Linked DNA regions of Rattus norvegicus: all the other regions are linked to region 3. Evidence: chromatin contacts called from public Hi-C data. All regions are on one chromosome and are shown on one strand. The core of a region is the stretch at or near the end of the contact, and the rest is flanking DNA. Distances in the headings are between cores, read along the strand shown. Region 1 overlaps Peak1 (pseudopodium-enriched atypical kinase 1). Region 2 overlaps Peak1 (pseudopodium-enriched atypical kinase 1). Region 3 has its middle 83 kb from the start of Lingo1.

Evidence for each region. A called contact is a pair of places that touch in the nucleus more often than the background predicts.
Region 1: a contact with region 3 is called in a Hi-C map of Schwann cells, with 10 times the contacts expected there. The contact joins two enhancer-like sites. A contact is called at or near these places in 8 of 12 Hi-C or Micro-C datasets (the A7r5 cell line, the Rat2 cell line, Schwann cells and 5 more) and 1 of 1 datasets of contacts at active chromatin or transcription factors (oligodendrocytes).
Region 2: a contact with region 3 is called in a Hi-C map of the A7r5 cell line, with 6 times the contacts expected there. The contact joins two enhancer-like sites. A contact is called at or near these places in 9 of 12 Hi-C or Micro-C datasets (the A7r5 cell line, the Rat2 cell line, Schwann cells and 6 more) and 1 of 1 datasets of contacts at active chromatin or transcription factors (oligodendrocytes).

Annotation. Positions count from the first base shown.
Region 1 is chr8:65,561,778-65,565,041 of GRCr8, forward strand. All of the region lies in intron 3 of Peak1 (pseudopodium-enriched atypical kinase 1), which reads right to left. Among named protein-coding and RNA genes, the nearest start is that of Tspan3, 98 kb to the left of the region's middle. Within about 2 kb of position 1,329, at least 12 of the 93 cell types and tissues checked have an H3K27ac peak or open chromatin away from gene starts, as enhancers often do.
Region 2 is chr8:65,505,939-65,509,234 of GRCr8, forward strand. Peak1 (pseudopodium-enriched atypical kinase 1) reads right to left here. Exons shown (of 7, transcript NM_001108149.1): 7 at 1-1,606. The coding sequence ends at 443. Among named protein-coding and RNA genes, the nearest start is that of Tspan3, 42 kb to the left of the region's middle. Within about 2 kb of position 1,728, at least 10 of the 93 cell types and tissues checked have an H3K27ac peak or open chromatin away from gene starts, as enhancers often do.
Region 3 is chr8:65,839,528-65,842,740 of GRCr8, forward strand. No RefSeq gene overlaps it. Among named protein-coding and RNA genes, the nearest start is that of Lingo1, 83 kb to the right of the region's middle. Within about 2 kb of position 1,279, at least 67 of the 93 cell types and tissues checked have an H3K27ac peak or open chromatin away from gene starts, as enhancers often do.

The sequences.
Region 1 (3,264 bases), core at 79-2,578, 280 kb before region 3:
TTAAGCCAAATGATGGCTGTTGAGTTGATCAGCAGCTATCACATCAACACAACTGTCAAACGAGATTCATCAAGAACACAGCTAACTCACGTCAGCACTAGAAGCTGATCTTAAAGTTGCTGCTCCCGTGGAAGGCCTGTGCACATCTGTGTCTATGCTGCCATAAAACCCAGAGACGAAAGGAGCACACACCTCCAGTAAGCACCAGATGGAGCTGCTGTCTAAGCCACAGAGCCTGGACTTTGAGGCCTTCTCTTTCAAACACTAATTATGTTTGGAGACAAAGATGTTCAGTTAAAGATGCTGTCAAAACTATTTTAACTTACCCCGGGCCCTAGAGAAAGAAGCTATATCAATGCAGGTCCATCCGGAACCCAATCTTCTGGCTTTCCTGCCTTTGCAGAATCCCTTAATGGCAACTGATGGTACCTGTAGCTTTCCCTCTCAATGACGGCACTGTCCAAGCAGGAAACTTGAGGCACTGAAGTTACGTTTGAGACATTAAAGAAAATCTGTCTCCTGAAGCGTGTGCATGTGGAGACAGAGCAGTCTGCGCTGATGGGCTCTGCTTATTTGCCAGAACAGGGTCTGACAAGGAGTATCAAAATGCAATGTTTGGCTTAAAAATAAAAGCTCATTTGCTTATATATTCTTTATAATCTTTTTATTTAAAATTTTTCCTAATTTTGATCATGTTTTCCTTTTCCCCAAATCCACCCCAGTCCCTACCTATCCAATCTGATATTCTCTCCCCTGCCCCCACTTTCCAAAACACAAAACAAAAATGAAAATCAAATAAAACACACAAAAAATCAATAAGACAAAACAAAACTTAAATAAAACAAAAAGCACCCCCTTAAAAACGCCAAGTTCCATGGGGTCAGTTTTAAGCTGACTAAGTGTGGTTGATATTCCCCAAAACACTCTGCTGGAGAAAACCGACTTTCCCCTTCCTGGCAAGTATCAACTGCAAAAGCATCTCGGTTAGGGCTGGGACTTGAGTCCACTCCTTGTCATCACTGGGATGACTCAAAGGAAACTGTGTCCAGATGTAACAGGACTGATACACATTTGAACTCACAGAGACTGACAGCATGAGACTAGCACAGGTTCAAACCAAAGAAAATTCCTCATAACCCTAAAGCAAATCCTCCAGGTGAAGTGGTTGATGGGAAAATGTAATGGCTGAAGTTGCCCCCAGAAGCTAGCCAGGACCCCATGATTAAAATTCCATTTCATAATTTCAGAACGAAACCCCTCTGTGCTGGAGATAAAGCTACTTTCCACAGTAGCTGATTTCACCTTGAGTCATGAAAGCTTTTGAGAATCTACTGCTGCCCTTTGCTCTCTGTTGCTCTACAATGGCTATAATTAGTTTGCTTCCCGCCCAACTGTTTCAAGTACATTTGACACAAAACAACAAAATTCACCCTGGATTTCAATCTCGGATTAAACTGAGCTCGCCAAGAGGGACACAGTTCCTGTCCTTAAAGAGGGACTGTGTAGGGGGTCTATTAAACACCATACACAGCACACTCCTTAAAGGTAACCGAAGGGAAAGCCGAAAGTCATAAAGGAGTATGGGAAGAGACTGCTGAGGTCCTCCCCCAATACTTCAACTCCCGAAGGCCATTAGCTCTCTTGATAAAATCTGTCTCATTCCCACAGTGGCAGAGCCAAGAATCCTCACTGCTGTCTACAGGCTTTAAGGACACACTTTGAGGAGGTAGGCCACATGGCATCCCATGGTAGCCAGTCTCTATGATTCCAAAGTAAAATTTATAAAGCAAGGTTTTCATTAGGATTCGTAATGGAACATGTGATCCACTTATCTATATTTAAAAGAGCAAAGGAAAATGTGACATACCCCACAGCATTGTTCCCAACTTTTCCTTTTTCCACAGTGAGAAATGCTGACCTGACATGCCAAACCTTCAGTACATGACTAAAGGGGTGGAGAGGAAGTGAAAGCAAAGCTGCAGGAAGAGGTTTGCAGGAGATAAAAGACAGACTCACGGGGTTGGGGATTTAGCTCAGTGGTAGAGCGCTTGCCTAGCAAGCGCAAGGCCCTGGGTTCGGTCCCCAGCTCCGGAAAGAAAAAAAAAGAAAAAAAAAAGAAAAAAGACAGACTCACTGTGGACCACAGATAGAAACTCTGTGAGGAGGTTCTTCCTCACTGAAGGATGATGATCACGAGGATTATGACAATGATGATGACGATGATGAAGGTGATGATGATGGCAATGAGAACAGTATCACTTTCCTGGCCACCACAAGAATAGGCAAGCTCTTAAATTATGATGTTCTCTTAACTAAAGAACAGACGAAGTAAAACATGTGTAATTTGCATATCTTAAGGTTCTATTACATGACAGAAGAAGCCCATTCACCTTTAGCTGTTCTACAGCATGGCTATGGTAGCCATCCTAGGTAAGAGTGCAGCAATGCAGCTCGGTTTCCAGTCAGCGTGAAAGTCTAACTTGGATACACCAGTCAAATATGATTAATACTACTTGTCTTTGTCAGGGTTTCTTTTCCTGCACAAACATCGTGACCAGGAAGCAGGCTGGGGAGGAAAGGGTTTCTTCAGCTTACACTTCCACATTGCTGTTCATCAGCAAAGCAAGTCAGGACTGGAACTCAAGCAGGGCAGGAAGCAGGAGCTGATGCAGAGGCCATGGAGGGATGCTACTTACTGGCTTGCTTCCCCCCCGGCTTGCTCAGCCTGCTCTCTTATAGAACCCAGGACCACCAGCCCAGGGACGGCACCACCCACAAGGGGCTGGGTCCTCCCCCTTGATCACTAGTTGAGAAAATGCCTTACAGCTGGGTGTCATGGAGGCATCTCCTCAACTGAGGCTCCTTTCTCTAGTAACTTCAGCTTGTGTCAAGTTGACACAGAAAACCAGCCAGTACACTACTAAATACAACTTGATGGCAACTAGTTTTAATACTAAAGTACTAAAACATTCTCTGAACTTTTGTCAAACTTCTTCTTAGGCCATTTATCAGAGAAGTTAAAGTGTTATCTAATATTAACCACGGGCTTCTTAATTTTATTATGTTCATGAACTGTCTCTTTTGCTTAGATCAGAATGTCCCCTCTAACACTATTCAACTTGCCATGACTATTTATCCTTCATGATCTTGTTTGGGGGTTACCTCTGTGATGACCTTTCCTTCTGATACTGTAAATACCATAATTATTATATTGCACCATACTATAAAATAAAAGAAGACAGGACTGTGCCCTGTCCTTTTCTT
Region 2 (3,296 bases), core at 478-2,977, 330 kb before region 3:
AGAGGAATCTGCTGCAAGAGCATTACTGGGTGACAGCTGAGCTTGGTGACATGTGTACTGCTAGCTAGTTAGTACAGGTGAGCTTCAGAGTTCTGGAAGAGGCGGATGCAGCTTGCTGAGATCATTCCACAGGAGCTGGTCCTTCATGGACGTGCATTTTCATTTTTTTACCCCACATTTGTGAGCCAATTGGGATGACAAATGTTCCAAGGGAAGGCAACGCATGTTTGCACAGTTGAATTCCTGTACAGTAGAGACACTCAGCCGCTCACTCTGTGGAAAGCCATTGGTGACCTTGCTGAAAGAAGCCCTATGTTCCTGGACAAGGGTGGCAGTTGGCTTCTTTTCTTTCCTTGAATTCTGAGTGAGTACCAGGACAGGGAATGAGGACAACATGAAAAAGGTGGCGATATTTAACAATAAAAGCAACGCCCAGGCCACATTAACGGTACTGCAGGATTTTTACAATGTAGCTCAGGGAGTCTGTGGTGGCAAAGGCCAGATACTGAGCACAAAGCCAATCTTCAAGGCTGATGCCCCCCTCTCTGTCCAGGGACTTCTCGGCAAACTTGATCATCAGCAGTGTTCGCTTGATGTCCAGCCAGTTTTGGAGGAGAGCGTTCTTCTGTACTAGGGTTGCCGAGGTGGTGAAGATTTGGAAGAGATCTTCTCGGGGGCCCCAGAGCAGACACTGGAGGATGCCTTTGGCGTCAGAAATGAGGATGCGCTCAGAAGGGTTGGGGTTCAGGAGACAGCTGGCAAGTTGCTGCAGGCCCCAAGAGTACGGGGAGCGGAGAGGGATCCGAGGCAGGTCTGTGCGCGTGTACTCCTTCTCCTTCAGCTCTGGGTTCTCATCAAAAGGGTTGGGCAGGTGCAGCATCTCATAGATGAGGATGCCTGTCTGGAATTCATCACACTTTTTATACTGGGTGGCCGTGATGATCTCTGGGGCAAGGCGGGACTGGTCTCGGAGGATCTGAGGGTCCATCAGATGGCTCTTCTGTTTGGCCTGAGAAAAGTTACTCACAATGAGTCTTGTGGGACAAGCTGAGGTGGGGCAGGGGTCTGCAGGTGAAGGGCACTGGGTGGCTCCCCCAGGTTGGTGCTGGACAAGCAGCAAGTTCTCCAGGCGAAGATCGCAGTGAGTGACGTGGTAGGGCTTGAGGTGCTCAAGACCAGAGCACAGCTGTAAGAGCAGCAGACACACTTGCCTCTCATACAAGTCGGGGCTTTTCCCATGATGTGCCAAAGAGTCTCGCACGAAGTCGGCCACAGTGAGATGGGGAACCTCCCTGGTGATGACCACGACATGGCTTCTTTGCTTCCTGTTTGTGACTTGTTGGTTCTCTTTCTGGGATGACTCTGATTCAGAGCAGGGCTCAGGATTTCCCCCTGAAGTTTCTGCCTTCACCTCTTCCTCACTGTCTTCATTGCCATCCTCTGCCTTTTCAGGAGCATTGGGATCCTCCCAGGGAAGCAGACGATTAGGGACTTCAGCAAGGAAATGGCCACAATCCTGCTGGATGTTAAAATGTACAGGCAGACTCTGCCGGACAGCCAGGCTATGGTAATACTGCTGCGACTCCTTCGCTTTGCTCTTGCAGATCTGAAAGAGAGCAGGAGGCACACTTAGACTTCCCATAAGCAGACGTACGGGTGCAGAGGATGATTAACTGCAAGGTGACTCATTAGGAACAAATAGTACACAGTAAGTCATCAGAAAGGCTCTGGGCAGGCAGCCCATACTCAGTGACTACTGCTGGTTGCAACCAGTTCTCATGGACCCCACATCCAAGGTTGTGCTCAGTGCCTTATGTGCACCATCTCTAGTCTGTGCTCAGTGCCTTATGTGCACCATCTCTAGTCTGTGCTCAGTGCCTTATGTGCACCATCTCTAGTCTGCACTCAGTGCCTTATGTGCACTACCTCTATCACAAAGAAAACAGACTGAAGACATAACAATGGGAGACACATTTGAAACTACATACCTGATAAGGGGCTAATATTCAGAATACATAAGAAATTCAAAATAAAAACGCTAACCTGCCCACCTACCGATCAACCAAAAACACTAACAATAACAAAAAAATCACTAAAACTCAAATAATTCAATTAAAAGTAATTAGCACAAGGCATACAATGAAACACACACACCTCACAGACATACATTCATATGTACACACCACACCCCACAAACACACACACACACACACACACACACACACAAAGACAGGGAAAGGCAAATCAAAACTGTATACTTCACTTCCATTAGAATGGCTATTCCTGGGGCTGGAGAGACTGCTCACCAGTTAGGAACACTGGCTAGCTCCTGTTGTGGAGGACCTGAGCTCAGTTCCCAGCATCCATGCCACGAAGATCACAACCACATGTAACTCCAGCTTCAGGAGGACTGGATGCCTCTGGGCTCTGACGGTGCTTGCACTCATACACACACACCTCACCCCCCACGTGTGCATAATTAAAAAGTAGCAAAAATAAATTATAGAAAAAAAAAAAGAAAGGCTATTACCAAAAGAAAGAAAAGTGCTGGTGAAAGCGTGGGGAAAAAGAACCTTGTGCACACCACTGGTGGGAATAGAAAGGGGAACAGTCCTTGTGGAGGAGCCACCGTGTGATCTGGCAAGTTCACTTCGTCGTCCCAGGGAACAGAAGTATTGGAAGGAACATCTGCATCCCAATGTTTACTATTGTTAGGCAAGAAATGGAAATCACATTTGCTGTTGACTGGATAAATATAATATGGTACACATACATAAAAAATAACGACAGTCTGTGCTTTGTGATGACACGGCTGGGAGTGGAAATCATTTGCTGAGTGAAATAAACCAGGCTCATACAAACAACGGTGTGATCTCAGTCAGAGGCGGATCCCAAAGAACGGTCATGGAAGCTGGGAGAGGACTAGTGGTTATCAAAGGCTGGGAAGAGGCGGGCATGGCTGAGCAGCAGATGTAGACAATAGCTGGAGGCATGAATTCTGAAGTTTTATACAGTATGATTATGGATAATACACAACTTATTTTCAAAGAGCCAGAAAAGAAGGATTTTGGATGTTTAAGCACCAAGAAGGCTGCATGTCCAGTTTATGTTTTTCCAAATAAGAAAAAGTAAGTGTCCAGATAAACGTTAGCAGGATGCAGAGTTGAGTGTGTTGTAATGCCAGAGCTGGTTCTGCTTTACCTTTCGTATACCTAGAAGACAACAAAACTAGCAAAATAGACTTCTCTCACTTTCTGTAGGAATTTCTAGCCTGGAACTTTCTCGTCCTGCCCCTT
Region 3 (3,213 bases), core at 29-2,528:
CTGGGCCCAGGCCGGAGTCCCTGGTATGGCCCCATGCTCAGTCAAGCATGCTTCCCCAGCCCCAGCTCCTCAGACACCTCTTGAATTCTAAAGGCCCACAGATACTGTGGTCCTGAAAGCTAGAACAGGCTTATAGATGTGGAGGGGATGTGGTTCTCTCTGTTCTCTTCCTTCCTGGAAATACTTGCTCTAAGTCAGGACAGCACTGCAGAGCGAGCTCGCATGCGCACGCACACACACACACAAACACACACACACAACCCTTCACAACCCAACACCTCCTACACTATACACCTACACACACAGACACCCATACCACCCCACACACAACCCTTCACATCACAACACCACCACACTATACACACACACACACACACACACACACACGCCATCCCCCCATACCATATATCATACTCCTTCCCTACCACCCCCCGCATACCCCATATACCATACCCCTCCCTCACCACACACACACACACACACACACACACACACACACACACACACACACACACACCACATACCAACCCCTTACAACTCCTCACACAAAAACATACATCATGAACGTCCCACCCTCTTCCTGGGCTCTTGGCTGTGTGCTCTCCCTCTCACCCACAAGCCTGTAGAGCTTGGATCTGCTGCCCTTCTCAGCATCTGGTTCCTCCTCAGGATGTAATGCTGTTGCCCCTAGCAACAGAGTTCCAGCCTGATCCTCTTCCCTCCTCCCTCTCTCTGGACTTCTGCTTTCTGCTTCCCCCTCCCCCAACCTTGGAGCCAGTGCCCAGACCCAGAACTCTCCCAGAAGATCATGTGCCAGCTGGGTGACCAGCCAAGCTCTCTGATCTTCCCAGCTTGCTAAGTGACTGATGAACATGGGCAGAACTCTACCTGCCTGGCTGACTTAGAACTCGCTGACTTAGAGCTCGCTGGACACCAGTGCTGGAGGCATTAGGGGTGTACTAGACTTGCGAGCGGGGCTCTCTGCACACTCAGGCACTGAATCAGCAACTAGAGAGAGAGAGTCAGTTCTAGGGATAGAGTTTCCCCGGGGCTGGAGGTATGCTAGAAGAGGCTTTATAATGATGACGTTGCTGGTATGGCCCAAGACAGTAAGACAGGCAGCCCCCACCTGCCTGGCTGTCCCCCTCAGCCATAGTTTTTTGTTTTGTTTTTGTTTTTCTGTCTCCACAGTTCCTTCTTTCTCCACTCTACCCCCTCCCAGATGAGTCTCAGAGAGGACAGCATTAGGGAGAGGCTCTTGGAGAAAATGACATCATCGACTTCAGGGTAAGCCCAAGGCTGGGTACAGGGGGACACAGCAGGGCTTGGCAAGACAGTGGCCACCAGACCAAGTACTTTCCTGCCTGGCTCCTTTTCTTCAAGACACTCATAGCTACCCTGTGGTGTCCAGTTCTGCCTGCACCCCCTTCTCAGCCTCCTCGAGCTCTTGCTTGGGCCCCTGCACTGCTTCTCCCTCTCCCGGGGAATGGGCTGCTCGGCCTTTCACCAGGATTCATTTGAGAGTTGTCTTCTCCAGGAAGCCTTCCTTGACTGTTCAGGTTGCTTGGGGTATGGCCTCTGCTGACCTTCTGTCCCAAGCTGTCTGTCTTTCAGCTTTCTCATCCTGCCCAGTGGTTACTGTTTGGTTACATTTACACCCAGAAGGTCTTCAGGCCAGGAATTTTGTGTCCCATGTTTATTAACAAATACTAAACGGGGAGACTAGTATACCAACAGTCTGCCTCTCTCTGGGTCTATTTCCCCATCTGGAATGTGAGGGAAGCAGGGCAAGGCAGGTTCCTATTGAATAGCCAAGACCAGGCTGTTAGCAGGGTGAGAGACCGTCTGACTCAGCTTCCTGTCCAAGTCACAGGACTGAGCAATGGGACCTTAAGCAGTGAGTGACAAGCAGGAACAATGGGGTCTGGTACAGCCTGAGCCCGCCCAGCCCTTGCTCTGGGGTCCCTGGGGCTCTGCTGCCCTCCAGTGGCTGGAGGCCCCTGGGTACTTCAAGTCCTCAGTTTCTGGCTATCCCACATTCATCTGAAGTAACATAGGGCGGGAAGGTGAGGCAGGGGCATGTTGCTGTCATCCAGAAAGTTAGGAGCAGTTACTAGAGCAGAACTTGGGGATCCGAGACACCAACACGTCCAGACTCTGAATGGAGCATCGTTCTTTGGCAAGAGTCAAGCCTTGGTGTGTGTGATGGGGGTCTCTGCACCTGTCAGCTTACCTCAACTTCGGCGACTCTTGTCACATGTTAGCCTTTCTCTGGCAGCCACCATTCTCAGCACAGACTTCGCTGACCCTTTGTCAAGTGCTCTCCCGTTTCAGTAAACAGTGTTGGGGGGCTAGAAAGGTGCCTCAGTCCCCCACCTCCTTAATTAATAAAATACTTAAAATAATGGCAGCCGTCACGATTGATGGACAGAGCCTAACTAATTACCCTGGAGATTAAAATGACTGTTTCTGTTTTAAAAGGCTGCAAATGAGTTAATTATTTCCTTTGCTCACCTCTCTAACCTTGTTACACTTCTAAATGAATAGCAATATTGATCTTGGAACTGATTTTGGTGTTCCTCCGCCCGAGCGGGTTTAATTAGGGTTTGAGAACGCTGCAGCGCCTCCTCCTTCTGACCGGGGAAATTAGCCTTGGGTTTTACTTACATTTCATAGCCGTGTCCTCCACACAAACAGGAGGGCTGCAGCACGGCAGTTGATGCCTGCCGACTTGCCGGCTTGGCACTGCCCTGGCTCTCGGCTCAGCTCTGTCCAAGGAGGCCTGTGCTGACTCTTGCCTGTGATCTCTTGCAAGATTTTGCAGGAAGGCCCTTGGGAATGGCTCATTTTTGTCTCCTCTGTCACACCTGCAGGCCTGCAGGCTTGGACATGACAGGGAAGGGCCCAGTATCACTTGGGGAGGTGGAAGCAGGTCTGGGACCTGGAGCTGTCATGGTTTCACAGCTCTGGACCTTGATGGCAACCACGCTGAATAAACAATTCTCTGTCCCTGCTCAGCTCTTCCTCACGAGCCCAAGACCCCTGTCGTCCAACCTCACCTCAGCCTCCCTCGGAGTCTCTGCTCCTCGCCTGCTGCTGGAGCAAAGGGTACCAGAGCAGGAGACCAGCATGCCAAACCTGGATTAATTGCTGGCATATGGGTGACCTTGAGCTAGTCAGGTGACCTTGAGCTAGTCTGGCATCCTTCCTCTG